Linked DNA regions of Mus musculus: regions 2 and 3 are each linked to region 1. Evidence: chromatin contacts called from public Hi-C data. All regions are on one chromosome and are shown on one strand. Each heading gives the region's core, a stretch centred on a gene start, on an enhancer-like site or on the middle of the called end of the contact. The rest is flanking DNA. Distances are from core to core; before and after follow the strand shown.

Evidence for each region. A called contact is a pair of places that touch in the nucleus more often than the background predicts.
Region 2: a Hi-C map of bone marrow-derived macrophages shows a contact between it and region 1, with 2.2 times the contacts expected there. The contact joins two enhancer-like sites. A contact is called at or near these places in 5 of 39 promoter capture datasets (cranial neural crest, frontonasal cranial neural crest, hematopoietic stem and progenitor cells and 2 more), 1 of 484 Hi-C or Micro-C datasets (bone marrow-derived macrophages) and 2 of 9 other capture datasets (adipose tissue and liver).
Region 3: a contact with region 1 is called in a Hi-C map of the G1E-ER4 cell line, with 3 times the contacts expected there. The contact joins two enhancer-like sites. A contact is called at or near these places in 3 of 484 Hi-C or Micro-C datasets (the G1E-ER4 cell line, pre-hematopoietic stem cells and pre-megakaryocyte-erythroid progenitors), 1 of 115 datasets of contacts at active chromatin or transcription factors (bone marrow-derived macrophages) and 2 of 9 other capture datasets (adipose tissue and liver).

The regions. Positions count from the first base shown.
Region 1 is chr13:76,589,033-76,593,260 of GRCm38.p6, reverse strand. All of the region lies in intron 1 of Mctp1 (multiple C2 domains, transmembrane 1), which reads right to left. Among named protein-coding and RNA genes, the nearest start is that of Gm24519, 13 kb to the left of the region's middle. Within about 2 kb of position 1,835, at least 34 of the 459 cell types and tissues checked have an H3K27ac peak or open chromatin away from gene starts, as enhancers often do. A contact at or near this core is called in the G1E-ER4 cell line and bone marrow-derived macrophages, where this site is marked.
Region 2 is chr13:76,394,252-76,398,479 of GRCm38.p6, reverse strand. The region is part of intron 1 of Mctp1 (multiple C2 domains, transmembrane 1); the gene reads right to left. Among named protein-coding and RNA genes, the nearest start is that of Mctp1, 12 kb to the right of the region's middle. Within about 2 kb of position 2,374, at least 19 of the 459 cell types and tissues checked have an H3K27ac peak or open chromatin away from gene starts, as enhancers often do. A contact at or near this core is called in bone marrow-derived macrophages, where this site is marked.
Region 3 is chr13:76,417,791-76,422,018 of GRCm38.p6, reverse strand. The region is part of intron 1 of Mctp1 (multiple C2 domains, transmembrane 1); the gene reads right to left. Among named protein-coding and RNA genes, the nearest start is that of Mctp1, 36 kb to the right of the region's middle. Within about 2 kb of position 1,763, at least 6 of the 459 cell types and tissues checked have an H3K27ac peak or open chromatin away from gene starts, as enhancers often do. A contact at or near this core is called in the G1E-ER4 cell line, where this site is marked.

The DNA of each region.
Region 1 (4,228 bases), core at 586-3,085:
CTGCTCTGCTGCTGTTTTGTTATAGTGCACTACAGCCTGCTTCACACTCCAGGAGGAATTGGCTATGCTAGAATGACAAGTGCAGCTTCCCCACTTCCTGCTACCCAAGCTCCACTGACCAGTGGCGAGACACATGCTTCACCAGGGAGCAAGGGACTGAAATCTCATCTACTACCCACAAGGCAGTCACCAGAGATAAGGGGCCTGGTGACAGGGCTAAATTGGCAGAGCTGGAGTATAGTTTGAGAAATCATCTGGTGTTAACTCCATCACTCTGCAAGTGAGCACGCAAGCAGGAATCACAAAGATGAGTGTTGTGATGTATGCCTTCCATCCCAGCACTCATGACTGGTGTTCTGAGGAAGGAGGAATGTACATGAGAGGCTAGTTAGGCTACACAGTGTATTCTAGTCCATTCTAGATTTCATAGCATGATTTTTATCTCAAAAAAACAAAAACAAGCAAGCAAATAAAACTAGAGTTTGAGATAGGAGGAGAAAATAAAGAAGTAGGAACTGCAAAGCCTTAGGAGAAGTTAAACTCATTTCGATCCTAGCTGGGGACTGTGTGAACAAGGCCTGACTAGTTAAGATGCCCAAGGATGGAACAAAGCAGAGTCTGACCCATCGCTGGAGAGACAGGAATGTCATGTACAAGAGAAAGCCTGTTGGGTTGGAATTCCAGATGAATGTATACACTCCCAGTGGAAGCAGAGAACCAGAGCCAAACAAAGGGGGACTAGAACACAAGAAAGGAGAGGGACAAGGTATGCATCTCTGCAAGAAATACTGAATGAAGCAGAAATCCATGCACAGAGAACACTCAGTAAGAGCCAGCCACAAAGGCAGAGCCACGGTGGTCCTCAGCTAACCTCAGCTGAACCTACACCTCACCAAGGCAGAGCCAGAGGCAGTACCTACAGCCTGTAAGCCACAGTCTCACAGGCTAACAACTTCAGTCACTACACCTTCTGTGCTAGGCACTGTGCTAGATATATCACATCCATTTCATTAACTTTTTTCATTAACTAATTCCCAAATAATGGATAAAGCAAAATTAGCTCTACATATTTCTAGTCCCAGCTTAAAGGTGCTTTCTTATAGAAGACTATAAGAAGCTGACCACTAGCTTCTCTATCATACCCTGGATTGTCTTGTACTTTGTCATGTGTTGAAAGGACAACATAAACCCATTTGTCTCCATTTAAGGACCAGGCCTGTTTTGAGGGGGAAAAATGGGGCTGTAAAGCACCAGTTCCAGGAACAGACCATAAGTCCCAGAGATTAGGCCATACGACATCAGCTGCAGGGACAGACCATAAAATCCTGAACAAGATCATAAAACCCTCTTGCAAAGAACATCCTGGGGATAACCACAAAAATGGGGAAGTATCTTATCTCAAGATGGGTCATCTGTACTGGGAAGCCCTATCTCAACCTATGGTTAAAACATTCATGACATAGGAATGCAGACCACTGACCACCTGTGACCCCCTAGCACCCACCAATAAAAGTTTACATTACATAATCCTTCAATAGAGTTCCCTGCATGAAGGCCATTTCAAATAATTGTTCACCCCTGCATGCTGGTTGTTTTTGCAGAATAACCACTCTTTGTCTTTGCATACCATCTGAGTCTGGGGTCTTACCTCAGCAATTTTCAGACCATTACAGTGTCACTCAGTTTTCCTTACATTTTGTTATTTTTGAGGATGTATTATGTCCATTCTGAGTTCTACCTGTGACCTCATATTTTCTAGCACATAAGCTCTTGAGTAAACACTTCTGTGCCCTTGAATGCCAGGAGGGGAAGGGCTGAAAAGGAAGTGTGCATGTGAGGTAGAGGCATTGTGGACAAGAGCTTTGCTCTCTGGAAATGTGGCCAATACTGACTAATATTTCTAAAAGCTAGAATAGCAGAATGATGTCACCATGACTATGCAAATAAGCTTTTCTTAAATAAGTCATAACACTGACTAGAGTTTTATTAAAATCTGGCAATGGCAGAGGTGAGGTTATATATTTTACTCCTCTGTTGGGCTCCTAATTCATATGTTAGAAAGCCAGAGAAATGTCAATAAATCCAAGAGATGTTAATATGAAGGCATTCATTATAGTTTTCTGTGTGTGTGTGTGTGTGTGTGTGTGTGTATGTGTGCATGTGTATGTATGTGTATGTGTGTGTTTGTGTATGTGTGTGTGTGTGTTTGTGTGTGTGCGTGTGTATGTATATTCGTGTGCATGTGTGTGTACGTGTATGTGTATGTATGTGTATTTGTGTGTTTGTGTATGTGTGTTTGTGTGTGTGCGTGTGTATGTATATTCGTGTGCATGTGCGTGTACGTGTATGTGTATGTATGTGTATTTGTGTGTTTGTGTATGTGTGTTTGTGTGTGTGTGTGTATACATATGCGTGTGCATGTGCGTGTACGTGTATGTGTATGTATGTGTATGTGTGCTTACTGACAGAACAGCCAGCAGATTGATGCTTTACTTCTGGACTCATCCTTCCCATCCAAGAGTAAACCATCCATGCTGTCCCGACTTCCTAGCAAAAGCAGGATTAAGCAGCGTCCTGTCAGTTCTGTAGGACAATAAGTCCTACCCTACTAATCTTAACTGGATAAACACTCAGGAAAGCAATTACAGACGTTCAAGGAAATACAAACAGGATCCTGTAAGCAACGTTCCAGAAGATCACTCTGCTAGTCAGATTTCCACTGCACACTGCAAGCTTTTTTCTTTTCTTGACTGTCTAACATGAATTGATGGCACCACAGACTGCTAGACTACTGTGTGCTTGAATTATGATCATAGGCAGAGTGCTGAGTACAGATATTGAGGACACATCCTGTTTATTCCATAGAGAGGATTTGCATTCTCACTTTGGGTAGAGAAAGCTAATGTAAAACAAACAAAACAACACAGCAAAACAACATTACTCAAGGTCACAAAGTATGTGTGAACCAGAAGATTGGAAGTATACTTTTCTTCTTCTTCTTCTTCTTCTTCTTCTTCTTCTTCTTCTTCTTCTTCTTCTTCTTCTTCTTCTTCTTCTTCTTCTTCTTCTTCTTCTTCTTCTTCTTCTTCTTCTTCTTCTTCCTGTTGCACTGGAGGTCTACCCAGGGTGTCTAACATTTAGTTACATCCTCAGGTATGTCTGGATTTAAGCCCAGTTTATCTAGTGAGAATGTGAATTGTATTACTGCCCATGCCACATGGATTTCTCATCCTATTAACCCCACTAGGAGGGATCTCACACACAGTCTTTTCTCACCAGTCTAGACTTCTTCTACAGCTAAGTCTCATTTTCAGAAAGACCATGTTAATTCTCTCTAAAGCACCCACACTCCTAGGAACATGACAAAGTCATTCCTTGTCAGTACAACCTCGGTTTCTTCAGGCATTTGTTTTCACTTCATCCTGACTCAAGGCTTAGCTTTCATTGATGCTGATACTTTGAGGATCAGGGCATTCAGGCTTGGCTGCATATCGTTTCTCCTTTTCTGTCCCCCATCTCCCACACATCTGCCATATACACACGATTCTTACCCTGGTTGCTGAGTGGAAACATGGCTGATCACAACATCTACTGCAGGCAGTGCTTTAAGAAGTCTCCTGTAGAATTCTTTCTCTACTCATATCTTCCTAAATGGTTCTACTCACCCTCAAATGCTTTGTCCAAGTTAATGAAAAGACGTCAGTGATATGTGCTGGGCCACAGGATACCAAAGTGTATGCCATGAGTGCTTTCCTGAAAATTTGTACCCTTGATCTCTATTTGAAGCCCAGTGGATCCGAATCCCAGAGACACAGGCCTGAGCACATGAAGGCTGATCAAGACTCACAGGGTAACGTGTACAGTGATACAAGCTGAAGAACTGCCCCATAAGCAATATCTCAGCATGGTCCACCCAGAACCATAAAGGACTTGCTCCTTTAAGTGCTGCAGTCTGGGTGGAGACAGAGTCACAGCAGTGCTTCTTTCTCCATAACTGTGGTTGGTTACTACAGAAGGCACTGCTTAGCCATGGCTGCCTCTTGTTTGTTGAGGTGACTCGAAGGGTTGAATATGCATTGTTTACTAACAGAACGCTAGCATTTATAAACGTTTCTCTTGGTTTGAATGCACATTGGTTTTTAAGAATAGGAAGAATAGGAAGAGGTAAGAAAGTCTAACAAGTCTTTAATGTAAGAGATTGGTTAAACGTGAACTCTTTCTATGAAAA
Region 2 (4,228 bases), core at 1,125-3,624, 200 kb after region 1:
TTTATTTATTTATTTATTTATTTATTTATTTATTATATTTTCTTTTTTATTAGATATTTTCTTTATTTGCATTTCAAATGTTATTCTCTTTCAAAAACCCCTGTCCTATGCCCCCTCCCCCTGTTCACCAACCCACCCACTCTTGCTTCCCTGTCTTTGCATTCCCCTACCTGCCTTGCCTCTCATTGATGTCTGACAAGGCCATCCTCTGCTACATATATAGCTGTAGCCATGGGTTCCTCCATGTGTATTCTTTGGTTGGTGGGTTTATCCCCTGGGAGCTCTGGAGGTACTAGTTGGTTCATATTGTTGTTCCTCCTATGGGGCTGCAAACCCCTTCAGCTCCCTGGGTCCTTTCTCTACCTCCTTCATTGGGGATCCTGTTCTCAGTCCATTGGTTGGTTGTGAGCATCACTTCTGTATTTGTCAGGCACTGGCAGAGCCACTCAGGAGACAGCTTTTTCAGGCTCCTGTCAGCAAGCTCTTGTTGGCATCTGCAATAGTGTCTGGGTTTGGTAACTGTATATGGGATGGATTCCCAGGTGGGGCAGTCTCTACATGGTCTTTCCTTCTGTCTGTGCTCCACACTTTGTATCTGTATCTCCTCCCATGAGTATTTTGATTCCCCCCTTCTAAGAAGTACCAAAATATCCACACTTTGGTCTTCCTTCCTCTTGAGCATCAGCTAGCTCCACTTGTTCATAGCAGCCTTATTTATAATAGCCAAATGCTGGAAAGAACCAAGATACCCCTCAACAGAGGAATGGATACAGAAAATGTAGTACATTTACACAATGGAGTACGGCTCGGCTATTAAAAACAATGAATTCATGAAATTCTTAGGCAAATGGATGGAACTAGAAATTATTATTCTGAGTGAGGTAACTCAATAAAAAAGAAGACACATGGTATGCATCACTGTTAAGTAGATATTAGTCTAGAAGCTGGGAATACCCAAAATACAATTCACAGACCACGTGAAGCTCCTGTATTTCTGTAAGGGAGTTATTCATGTCCTTCTAAAAGTATTCTGTCATCATCATGAGAATGTGATTTTAAATCAGTCTTGATTTTCTGGTGGGTTCGGGTATCTAGGACTCGCTGTGATGGGAGAACTGTGTTCTGATGATGCCAAGTAGCCTTGGTTTCTATTGCTTATGTTTTTGCCCTTGCCTCTCACCATATGCTTATCTGTTATGTTGGCCGATCTTGCTGTCTCTGACTGTGGCTTGTCCCTCCTGTAAGCCTGTGTGTCAGCACTCCTGGGAGACCATTTCTCTCCAGGAGGGAAGAATTTTGGTATAGAGATCTGTAGCACGGGGTCAGATCAGTGGTGTAGATGGAAACTGTAAGGATCATATCCCTGGTTGTTTCTTGGTTCCTGTGCCTTGATGGCTCTGGGTGGGTCACTCTTGGGCCAGGTATTTGAGCAAAAGTGGTGGTCTTACCTATGTTCACAGACATGTCAGCACTCTGGAGAGACCAGCTCTCTCCCAGAAGTATTTGGGTATGGAGAGCTATAGCCAGCAATATCTTTCAAATCAGTGTGCCAGTATCAACAGAAGACAGAACTTTCTCTGGTCACCACAGTCTGAGCGTCTGCTGTTCTAGACCATGTCCTCCTAAGTCAGTGCTTTCCTGGTCCTCACTTCCAGGCTCTAGAGGAGAAGCCTCCTTTAATTACATGAATGTATCTTTATAATCCTAAAGTTATTAGCGTTCCTTTAATTACATATTAATAAAGGGACTCACCAAAATGCATCCTTACTTTTATCTATAAGAATAATTTTGTGAGGTAAATGCACATCAAGCTTGAAAATGCTGTTGGGACATATTAATCTCTGTGGCATCTGGCTCTGCAAGGACTGGAGAATAATCCAACAAGATCTTCACCATGATGCCATACACATCCTCATAGGAACATGATCGCTTCTGAAGAAAAGGTTTTCCTTACAGGTCAGTTCACAGTTGGAGAGAGAGTTTCCATTTTCTTTGTAAAAACACCCCATACTAAGCCACAAATGCAATTTTTCTCTTCAAATGAGCTAGTCTATGTAGCTGTGCTCAGAACATAAAACCATTTGAAATTTAGTACTTTGCAATTACAGAGAAGATCAGATCCAAGGACAATCCTTGCTGCTCTAGCTACTGTATGTGAAAGACAGTGTGTCTGAGGGCCACCTGAGGTACTGCATAAACCTTGCCTGGTAAATGCATGTTTATATGTAAATGCATGTGCACATGTGTACAAAGAATTTGCCACAGGAACTATTTAAACTTCACCATGAAACAACAGGAAAACAGACTCATTGCCTTTGCCTTACTTCCCCTGCCTGTTTCTCAAGTGAAAAGGAGAAGTAAAAGAGCTGATGGGCAAGCTGGCTGGAAGACAGGGAAGGAAACAAATTCAGTAGAGTTAGCCTGGAGGGACATGCAGGATACACAAAGGCCTTTCACAGGAAAATCCACAAACCACTTCCTCATTTCTGACAAATGCTTATTAGGAAAAGCTTGGAGATGGTAAATGTCAGATAGGGAGGAATAAGTACAAAGTACCAAACCCCATCTCCCTTGAAAAACTTGTCACTGGACATGGGGCATGGGAAACTGCCATCTTCTGGTCCCTTCCAAGGGCCATGTCACCCTCAGAGCAGCATGTCACAGCGGCACTTATATGAAGTGGGACAGGATTGGGCCAAGTCACCCATCACAGCTAGATCCCAGCACAACATGTGAGACTTTCTCACCATCACAAAAATCACAAAAAGAAAGAAATCTTGTCATTTGCTGCAAAAAAGATGGGAGACTGTATGAAGCATGTATGAAACACACATAACAGATGGGATATTTGCATGATACATGTGTGAGATATGCACATCACCACTGACAAGTTAATTCTTGAGTTGAAGAAGAGTTAACTCATAGAATTGAGAGCAGGATGGTGGTTATAGAAGGGTGAGAAGATAAAGGTAACCTGGCTAATGGGTCAAACTTAGCATTATATAGGCATTCTAGTGTTCTACAGTTCAATAGGGCAACTGACTAGTTAGAATAACTTCCTGATACCTCAAAAGAGATGTGTCCCCAACACAAAGCCATGATCTATATTCACAGTGACAGAATGCATTGCTTTGATTGGTACACATTTGATTGTTGGGGGGATTTCAATTTTTTGTGCGCATGTGTGTACACATATGGCACAGCATTTATGTGGAGGTCAAAAGACAACTTGCCACAATATATTATTTCCTTCACAATGTGGATTCCAGGAATGGAAGTCAAGTGGTCAGGCTTGGCAGCAGGCACCTTTACAAGCTGAGCCATCTCGTCTTTAATCATTATTTGTTTAAATCCATAGAATGTATCATATATATATATTCATATATATGTATATACAGTGTATATATACCATTATTACATATTGTATCAATTAAATTTTTAAACAAGAAATAGTTATAATTAAGAAAATGAAACAAATGCAGAGAAGTAAAAGCAAACAAAGGAGTGGGGTCCAGCTGCAGCCTGCACCTACTCTCAGCCTCACTGGTACAGAGGGCACATGAGCTTGGCAAGAGCTCTGTGGTGACACAGGAATTGTCTCAAAGACCTATTCTGATCTCCAAAGATATTTTGGGGAACAGTCAGAATTCTAATTTGGTGCATTAAAAATACTATTCAAAGGCAGTTATGAAAAAACTGAGTTATTATTTTATCAAAAGCTATTTTACATCTTTATACAGGAAGAAGAGCCAAGTATGGCTTGAGGGTCTAGAAAAATATTTTTGCTATGTTGAGAGAAAACCTATTCGTAAGTTTTAGAAACTGGCCATTTGTCTTTTACCTGAGATTATATTTTAGCATGCTTCATGCACATGCCATAACTAAGATTATTCAAGAGACCTTTTGCATTCAAAACTCCTTAATTATGACTGTTTTTCCAAATACTTTGCCAATCTGTCCATGAGGCACATTAAGAATTCAATTGACAAGAATATTTATAGAATTTTCTTGTTTTGCCCAATTTTGTAAACAACGTATGCTTTCAATGCTTAGCCCTCTTGTTATTACCTAATAGTTTAGAGAGAATGATCATTACTTCATCTGAAAGACCCCTAAATAACTATCGAAAATCGGATCTAGAAAGCCAGACATTGTAGAAATGCCTCTAATCTCTGAAGCAAGTTCCTGGCCAGTTTATACTAGCTACATGGCAAGACTGCCTCAGAAA
Region 3 (4,228 bases), core at 514-3,013, 170 kb after region 1:
ATCAGTGATTGTTAGGTTGGTACAGATATCCCAATAGCAGAAAGGAGATGAACTGATGTGGTATCCAGCAGTCAGCAATTCTGGGATGTTTTTTCAATAATTTCTTTTATTTTTGATATTATCATATATTACATCATTTCTCCCTTCTCTTTCCTCCCTTCAAACATTCCTATATACCCCCTTTGCTCCCTTTGAAATTTATGTCCCTCTTTTCATTAATTGTTGTTACATGCATATATTCCTAAACATAACCTACTCAGTCTCTATGACGTTACCAGTACGTATGACTCTTCAGTCTCAATGATGTTACTCGTGTGTCTGCTTTCAGGGCTGGAATTGGAGAGCTAATTGATGTGCTCTTCTCGGGGGAAGACTATTTCTACTATTCTTGGCATTCCTCAGTTGTCTGAAATTTTTGTTTAGGGTTAAGGCCTACTAGGTTTTCCCCACTCCATTTTAGCATGTCTACTATTATTGTCTTAAGGATATACTAGTGGCACACATACCTTGGTAATAACCAACAGATCCCTAATTAGACTCAAGACCCTTTCAACTAGACAGAACTCATGTCACTGGAACTGGGAAAACTAGCCATCTCCTCAGAGATAGGAAGGTCATGGACCTTAAAGGAGAACCTATAGCTGCCCCTTTACTAACTAGCATCATCTCTAACTACACTCTCAACATTTATCCTTATACCTACAGATAAGCGGAGTCCTCTCCCCTTATCAGGGAAACTTCTCTTTGCAGCAGACATAGAAAACCACAAAAAAACCACAACCAATCAAATGTAGAGTTGTGGAGCCCAGTCTAAGTTCTGTGTTTTAGCTAAGCTACTGGCCACTGAGCACTGTGTCACTAACTTGTATAACAGTTATAACATTTATCAATAACTTTGCTCAAATTGTGAGTTATAATCCATTAGTGTACCATGAATTTTTTTTAAAACAAAAGTCTGCTACAACTGAAAGATAGGATGAAAAATGTCAGTAGAGATTATCTTAATAAGTGTCTTGAAAATCTTGGCCTTTTAAGTATGTGTGGCCATGAATGTGAGTATAAAATCTGACATAAAAAAGCATTTCCTGATAAGTATATGATCAATAAAAGTGTGAAAGTCATTGTTCTTAAAACACTAATGGGGTGGTAGGTTGTTAGACAAAGATCTTGTTGTTACAAAGATCTACCCAATGGTAAATAAGTTGCTTTTTCTATACAGTAAATTCAAGCTAAACAAACACATTCTAATAGCACCCATATGCAAACCCAATGCCTGAGATAGCCATTCTTCAATAAGCAATTAAATATAAGGAAATTAAAGGAAATAGCCACAGAAAAGGTCAAAAAGTTAGACTTTAGTTAGATTTGAAAAAAATTGGTAGGACTTGAGTAACTTGAAAAGGGTCAAAAAGATTATTTTAGAATTTATTCTCCAATGTCTTCTCCATTAAAAAAAAAAAAGCCACTTTAGGCACGAACTCAGGGTTCCCAGAGGACTTTCCATACTGCAGGTCCTCTAGCAAGCCCAGGACCTTAGGATCACTGGTGAGTTGAACAAAACATTTGTTCCAACAGAACCATGAGGGACCTGTGCCAGCAGGAGCAGGGAACCTGTCCAACCAGTGGCTCGGGTTCCTTCCAGCCCCCTGGCCACCTTAGGCACGAACTCACAGTCCCCAGAGGACTCTCCACGCCATAGGCTCCCTAGCATGCCCAGGATCTTGAGTGGAACATAGCATCTGTTCCAAAACTACAGTGAGGGCCCTGTGCCAGCAGGAGCAGGGACACAGGAAACCTGCCCAACTAGCGGCTTAGGTTCCTTCTGGTCAGTCCTGGTCTACATTGGTTTTGAACACAGCACAACATTTAAAATGTAAATAAAGGAAATATCTAATAAAAAATAAATAAATGAAATTCATAAAAAAAAGAAATAACAGCCTAAACAGGAAGCCATTGAAGAGAACCCTTAAAAAGTGTGATAAGGATGCTGAAGTGTAGCTCTCTCTCCACTTCTGATGGCTTCTGGAAATGGTGTGGGGAGGGAAGGACCCAGTTCTATTTAAAGGACAGGTCACTGAAATATTTGACCATGGTCTAGTGAATTTGTAGATAACACAAATTGGACTTATGTTTTTGTTGTTGTTGTTTTGTTTCAGGGTGGGGGAGTCACAAGGGTTAGTCAGGAGGACAGAGGACAGGAAAAGGAGTGTGATTGGAATGTATAATGTGAAATTCCCAAGGAATCAATAAAAATATCATATTGAAAATACAAATAATAATAATAAAAAAAAAAACTTGGAAAGAAAGGAGACACCAAACTTTAATACTCAAAAGCAAAACCAGATGGTGCCCACATTCACTGACCCACTGCCACTTGTGTGACTCGTGAGGTAACATGCTAGAGCCTGAGGCTAGGAAGGTACACTGAAGACGGCTGAGGAGGGGGTGTTTGTTACCACCATGGCCAGAGTAACAGTCTGAGGAAGACAAGAGAAGAGCTTGATTTAACATGACTAAGTAGCCAGTGTTGGTTCTAATTTCAGGAGTCTGATCCCGAGTAGTTTATTTTAGGTATATTCAAGCACAGTACGATTTGGTGAACATTTTCTTGATGATAATTAACTCAATCCCATGTGCCAAATAAATCTTAAGACGTGACTACATTGAAATTCTTTGTAAAGTACATGTGACATCTTCCATAGAGATAGGTTCTGTAAATTGGCAAGCTCATAATATGGGTGTGGAAGAAGACCAGCATTGTCTCAGCAACACAGACAGCACAAAGTTTACTGGGCTGTCAACCATGTTTGCTTCTAGATTTTTGGGTGGAATACAGGTTATACATCTCTGAAAAACAGGTTATACATCTCTACCTTTGAAGAGATAACACTGTGTGTTTAACATCCTGGTTTTCCTAGATATGAGCACAAGGACCTCCATGCCTCCTACATACTGAGGTCATCTTTTTCTTAGAAAACATAAAATTAGGAATTGTGATTCATGCTTTCTGTTTTAAACAGCAGAATAGAGAACAAAAGGACAAATCTTGCTTTAAAAGGAGGGTCAAGTGAAGAAGGAATTGGAAAAGAAAGCTAATTCCCAGTCCTTCTTCTGGGGCCTGAACTCCTCAGGGATTTTTCCTGGTCAGCATTTGGCATTCAGTCAAAGGCCAGCACAAGCAAAGGTGGTTCATCAGGAGCCTCAGGATCTGATGTCTACTCAAAAGCAAAGATGCTCTTAAAAGGCCAGATAACACTTGGAAGTCTGATGCTCAGATATGTTTTCCAAAGGCCACACAGAGAGGACATGCTCTCATCCCATTCTGCCTTCTTCCTTCATTTATTTATTGATATTTCTTGGAAAATAAATGAAGAAAGGAAGAGGAAAGAATAGAATAGAATTAAGTGACTGTTTCTTTCCCAGCAGGTATTAAGTATTCCCTATAAGATTCTGGGAGGGAAATTTACACTCTGCTAGTGACAGGACAGGACACAGCATTCTGGTCTGGGCTTGTTCCCTTGGACATCCACCCCTTGTTTCCCCTGTTCATCTCAGATGTCAGCTGACCAGTGCCAATCTGACCAACGACTGGAACTGGTAGGAGAAGACAAGTATTTCATTCCCACTTAGTTGGGTGACCTCCTAACTGGGCTCCATTTCCTTAGAGTGTGGTTTTACATGAAACGTCAACCTTGGGCTCTTGTGTCCGCCGTACCTGTGCACTGTCCTTAGAAGCTGTGGGGCCATTTGGGCATGGGGCCAAGCTATTGGGCATTGAGGTGCAGGGCTGGGACTTGAGGGTTATGGTCCACATCAGCTTTCTGGTCAAGATCTTTCTTCCCAACTCACAACAATGTAGCCAGGCCCCTCACATTCTGGTTACCACCACCAGAAGCCCTGCTAACTGTGTTTTCCTGGTCATGACAGACAGACACATTCTTATTCTGTGAGCCATAGTCGATCGTATTTTATCATAGCAAAAAGAAAAGTAATTAACCTTCCAATCTTTGCCTCTCCAACTTGAAAAATGAAAGACTTTGTACTGTTGCCATATCATGAGCTGCTTCAGCCTCCTCTTCCTCTGGAATATACTAAATGTAAAATTTTTTCCCATACATTCATACAGGTGCCAGGACCATATCTAGCTTTTTTTTTTTTTTCATTTTGCCTCCTGCTCACAAATAAAAACTTCTTGGTTCTCAGAACCACTATCATGCCTTTCAATTGG